2 separate regions of the Pan troglodytes genome follow, and region 1 is linked to region 2. Evidence: chromatin contacts called from public Hi-C data. All regions are on one chromosome and are shown on one strand. The core of a region is the stretch at or near the end of the contact, and the rest is flanking DNA. Distances in the headings are between cores, read along the strand shown.

Region 1 (2,739 bases), core at 229-2,728, 58 kb before region 2:
ATTTTTGAGACATTGATATTAACATTGATTTTTAGGCAAAATAATGGAAACTACCAGGCCCCTAGTGCCACAGACTCTTCTCACAACCCTGGGTTTGAGTACTTCCTGCAAACCAAATATTGTATAGTAGTCCTGGAACATGGCCTATCTATCATCAAGAAAACCAGGTGTTACAAAGGTCTAATTTCAGATACATTGAGTAAGAATCCAATTCCTGTCAGTGGATGCAGGAGTTTCAAGAAACTTCATTCTTCTTTTGGGGTCAAACTTAAAAGAAGTTTGAAAATGCAATCAATTTCAGATTTCCAGTCACTTTGTTTCCTAAAAAGTTAGAGTTTGTTTTGATAATCCTTGTGGTACTGATAGAAATACAGGGATAGATTAATTTTTTTCTTTCTTGGTCTTTTTGGGCCAGGAGAAGGTTTTTGAGACAGCTTGCTGGGATGGGGGTGGAGGTGGCTCTGGTCACAGGACAGGGTGAAGCCCTGGGTGGTATTTGTGAGCCAGTATCAGCAACACTAGTACTGGCCAGTAGTAAGTGAAATGTTAGCAAATCACAGTCACAGGCTAAATTCAGTCCACTGCCTATTTTTCCCCCAATAAAACAGTTTTATTGGAACACAGCCATGCCCATTCATTCACCTATTATCTCTGGTTGCTTTAGTGCCAAAATGGCAACGTTCACTCATTGTGACAAAGACCATATGACCTGCAAAGCCTAAAAAATATTTGCTATCTGGTCTAGAAAAAGTTTGTTAAACTCTGTAGTAAGCTATTCACAGAATTAGAAGAGAATTGGTTGAAAAATATTCAACATGTCTCTATCAACTTTTGGGAGTCAAGACCTAACTCAAAGAGGCCACCTGTTGGCTTGAAAGTGGCAACCCTGCAATTTGGAGTCAGTTCCTCAAAGGCTAACAGCAGTGAGACACATGCTGGTCTCCAGTTAGCACTTACAGTTTCAGTTTCAAAAACTCATTGTAAAAATAGGCTTATGTTTTTCAGAACTTGATGGAAATTATGAACTAGTATTTGGTACAATTTAGAATTTTGTGCTAGCAAAAAATTGCTCATTGGAGACCTCCTAGAAAATACTGGAGACCTCCTAGAAAATGTTTCCAGGACTGTTGTCTTTTTATTCAGCCTACAGGAATGCTTGACCCTTTCTTTCTTTCTTTCTTTCTTTCTTTCTTTCTTTCTTTCTTTCTTTCTTTCTTTCTTTCTTTCTTTCTTTCTTTCTTTCTTTTTTCTTTCTTTCTTCCTTTCTTTCTTTCTTTCTTTCTTTCTTTCTTTTTCTTTCTTTCTTTCTTCTTTCTTTTTTTCTTTCTTTCTTTTTTTTTGGAACTCTGTTTTCCCCTTGGGTCTCATCGTTCTCAGATTTTTTTTTAAACTAGTGAGTCAGACCCCTGTTACAATGAGAAAAATGTTCAGTCTCACAGTCCCTTGCTATCGTGAGAGATGGCACTGAGGCGTAAAGATGTCACTGGATGAACTAAATATAGTCCCAGCAATGCACTGGCTCCCAGGCCCATCCACTCTCTGTAGAGAAGGGCTGCCACATGTTACAAGCCTCCTCCTCTTTCTTTGCCCTGTGCTTTTTACATTGCTCTGAGGAATCTTTCCCCTCAGGGTAGAGCTGATGAAAGAAACATTCCTAAATTCCCTGAAGACATGCTAGACTCGGGAGCTGCATGAACCCTTTTCTGGAGGAAACTCACTGATTGTGGTGACCAAGCAGCATTGGGAGCCTCAAGAAGCCTAGTTAGGCTTGTTTTCTTTCCTGTCTTTAACAAATTCGCTATGCATTTGGGTGGCTGCACTTAGCCCTGTGACACCACATGGCGGAACTTTGCAATTTGCTTCTTGGTACCAATGAGTTGGGCAATGTAGTTTACAGGTTAAATGATGGGAATGGGCAGTTCTAATGACATTAAAAATATTGATGGGATAAAATCACATGGGAGAGGGATGAAACAATACTATATTTAAACCAAAAAAGGATTGTCCAGCTGATTTAAAATCTCCTCACTTGTGTGCGGCTGGTGTGCTTAGTCTTCTCAGTGGTTTCCATGAGAAGGTAGGATCCTGAGTTGATGACCCTTCTCCTTACTGATCCCCCTCCTTCCTAGGAATGGAGCTTAGACCCCATCCTGCAGGAAGACAGCTGCCCCAGCAGAGGGAGGATGAAAATTATGGCTTTTCCTCTGACTCACTGTGCGACCATGGAAAATTCCTGATTAAAAAACATGGAAGAGTCAAAGCTTTTCCCTTGAGAAACATCTCCTGTGTCTCCCACCCCTCTACTCACCCACGTATTTCAAACTGTCTCCTTGGGCAGTATGGAGAGCTGGGACCTCCACAACTGTGAGAGGGGAAAAAGCTACAGACAGCTGGGGTCACTCACTTGGCTGGGAGCCTAGCTTTGGTCGTGGGTGACTGTGTTGGATAATGTAAGTCCAGCTGCTATAACAGATAAACCTTCAAATATTAGTGGCTCACACAATGGAAATTTCTTACGCATGGAAAAGTCCATTAGTGCTGGAGGGTGGGGTAGGCTGTGGGCTGTGGGGGATGGTACTTTCCTATGTGTAGTCTTTTTTTTTTTTTTCAGACAGCGTCTTGCTCTGTCCCCCAGGCTGGAGTACAGTGGCACGATCTTGGCTCACAACAGCCTATGCTTCCCGGGTTTAAGTGATCCTCATTCCTCAGCCTACCGAGTAGCTGGGATTATAGGCATGA
Region 2 (2,701 bases), core at 95-2,594:
GACTCCCTAAGCCGAGCCGCTCTCGCCCTGAGCGCTTCACCTGTTTCGCGTTCCCCGGCCCCTATTACCCCTGCCCCGGTAATCCCTTCCAGCTTTATCTAAGATCCAACAGCAGCCGCCCGACCCGTGGAATGTTCCCTTTATCGCTGCTTCTTGGCCGCGTCCCCCTCGCACCTGCCCGCGCCCCCCACCCTGCCTCGGCCCTCTCTTGTCCCTCCACGGCTCTCCCTGCTCAATCCGCCGTGATGATCACAATCCCGAAAGTCCCCATTTTTGGCGGAGCCAGGCACCAGACCCCCTAAACGTCCTAGAACTCAGTCTCACCTGCGCAGCTCCCCCGACCCACCCTCAGGGCACTCCCAGGCTGCGGGCGGGTGGCTGAAGGGCAGCTGCGTGTTGGAAGACGAGGTTTCCACACCCGGGCAGAGCTCCAGCGCGTGGAGGGCGTTGGAAGTGATGGTGGCAGTTTGGGGAGGGGAGGTCTACCTCTCTCGGAACACCCCTGCCAGACGCCAAGATGCAGAAGGAGTTCTTGAGATGGTTCAAGAACTTTGGAAAGTGCAAACACACCGCGCGCCGCCTGCGGGACCTGCCGGTCTGGGCGCCTGGCGGAGAGTCCCGGGGACTGTCCCCAGGACTCGGGTAAATAACACCTCCACCCTGCACTCCACCTCTTCGAACCCCCAGCAGGCAGGGCTGGACCGCGGGGGTCCCGCGACAAGGGAGCATCCTAGACCCATCCAGAAAACGCGTCCTGGGCCCAACAGACCCAATCTCAGGACCCCAATCCCCTTTTCCGTGTCCTCCTAGCTCAGGGGCTCCCTAGGCCCCCTCTCCATTAGGAAAACATAAAACATTCCTGGCTTCTCTTCACCTCCCCGCCCAGGCCCATTCCTCGGCGGTGCCAACGCCAGAGGAGTGCTCCGAAGTGGAGAGAGGGCTGGGGCCAGGGCAGCAGTCGGGATATTTGGAGAGGCAGATAGCAGAAGCGGACACTCCCCGCGCGCCCGAGCCGGCGCGCCCCCACGGATGCCTACCTCCGAGTCTACGTATTTGCCCCCAGACATGCTGGCCCGTGGCTGGATGAAAGCTGTGAGGAGGTTTCCCTGGGCTGTGCTTTAAGGGAACTGAGGAAGGAAGATCTTGTATTGTATGGGGGGAAAAAAGGCGCTGGCGGGGGGCGGTGGCTGGGAGGGAGCCTCCTGGCCGCCCGCCAAAGGTTTGTTCTGCTCGCGGTTGGCCCGGACGTGTGCTGCGCCGGGTCTAGGCACATCCCCAAGGTTCTGGCAGCAGAGGGCGGGGAGCGCCCGCAGCGAGCAGAGAGCGAGTGAGAACGTTTCTCCCGCGCTGGGGTGCTTGGGCAGATTATTTTAAACCTGAGGCAACATTTTCCCTGCTCTGAACCACCGAGAGGCGTCCCGGGGAGAGCGAATGTTTTCGCAGTGCATCATCTCAGCAGGGGTGGAGGGAGCCGACGCGCCTGCAGAGATGCCCAGTATGGGCAACCAAGGCGGCAGAAACAATCCACAATCCTGCCCTGTCCTAAGCCGTCCCTTCCCACCTCCCCCACCCCCCGCCCATCGCCCAAGTTCCATCTCTGCCTTAAGACACATCTGTCTCCCTGTTTCACAGAGGGAGGGATGAAAGACGGCTAGGAACCTTTAGGTACATTTCACATCTAAACTTTGTGGATCCCTTATGGAAGGAATCTGTGTGGGTGCCTGTGGTGTACTTTTGGTGACACTCGTTTACATCTAGTCGGTGTGGATGGAAACTTAAGCAGGCATGCAGAATTTAACATTTCCCATCCATTTCTGAAATGTCTCCCAAACGCTTCGAAATAAGAAATGAAGATCTTTAACTTTTCTATAATTTTATTACCGATATTTTCTGGAACAATGGAATTTTATGCCAACAGGTTATGCCATATTTGCAAAATACACAAAATGTTTATAATTGTAGAATTATTTAAAGCTTCAAGTTTATTACCAGAGAAGATTTTTTTTTTTAATGTGCTTGGCTGTGAGGAAAGACTTGACTTTTCTAATTGACTAGACTTAAAAAAAATGTGATAGCGATTAAAGTATTTTATCTGTTCCTGAATCTGGGGCTTCTGTCTTTACTTTATTGTAAAGAAGCACAAAATGAATTAAATAGTAATCAGTCATTTTACTCTTGAGCTGTAATTAATCAGGAAACTCATTATCCAAAAATGAAAGGACATGTTACTTACGCTTCCATATGCAGTCAAAAGTCAAAGTATCACTTGAAATTATTTTTTAAAAAAGCTGGAGTACACTTGAAGGGGCACAGGTTGAAATTAAAATAGAGAGGGGAATGTGGGTTGGGAGTAAGAGGGAGGAGAAAGGGAAATGGATGGAATGCTGAAAGAGTTGATTATTTAGTTAGAGAGAAGACACAAAAGTATAAAAGAACTATAAAGCACAGGCTATTGTTGGTAGCAAAAATTTTTGGAACAAAAGATCAGTTTTAACTAAGAATGGCAGGGAAAGTGTCACAATGTTACAAATGTTGGCATGCCTGTAATTATGTTGGCCATTCATGATTAGCAGACTAAAGATCTTTCAAAAGTTGGATTTTCCCAAATACCACATTAGTGGGAGCTAAATGATGAGAACTCATGGAAACAAATAGGGAAAAAACAGGCACTGGGGCCCACTTGAGGGGTGGAGCGTCGGGG

Evidence for each region. Hi-C and Micro-C count contacts between places; a contact is called where the count stands out from the background.
Region 1: a contact with region 2 is called in a Hi-C map of stem cell-derived neural progenitor cells, with 4 times the contacts expected there. The contact joins the enhancer-like site here to the promoter of CAV1 in region 2. A contact is called at or near these places in 2 of 7 Hi-C or Micro-C datasets (blood and stem cell-derived neural progenitor cells).

What each region holds. Positions count from the first base shown.
Region 1 is chr6:131,966,085-131,968,823 of NHGRI_mPanTro3-v2.0_pri, reverse strand. The region is part of intron 2 of LOC104007375 (a long non-coding RNA gene); the gene reads left to right. Among named protein-coding and RNA genes, the nearest start is that of CAV1, 58 kb to the right of the region's middle. Within about 2 kb of position 1,478, at least 1 of the 24 cell types and tissues checked has an H3K27ac peak or open chromatin away from gene starts, as enhancers often do.
Region 2 is chr6:131,907,732-131,910,432 of NHGRI_mPanTro3-v2.0_pri, reverse strand. CAV1 (caveolin 1) reads right to left here and starts at 1,344. Exons shown (of 3, transcript NM_001135818.1): 1 at 1,038-1,344. The coding sequence starts at 1,067.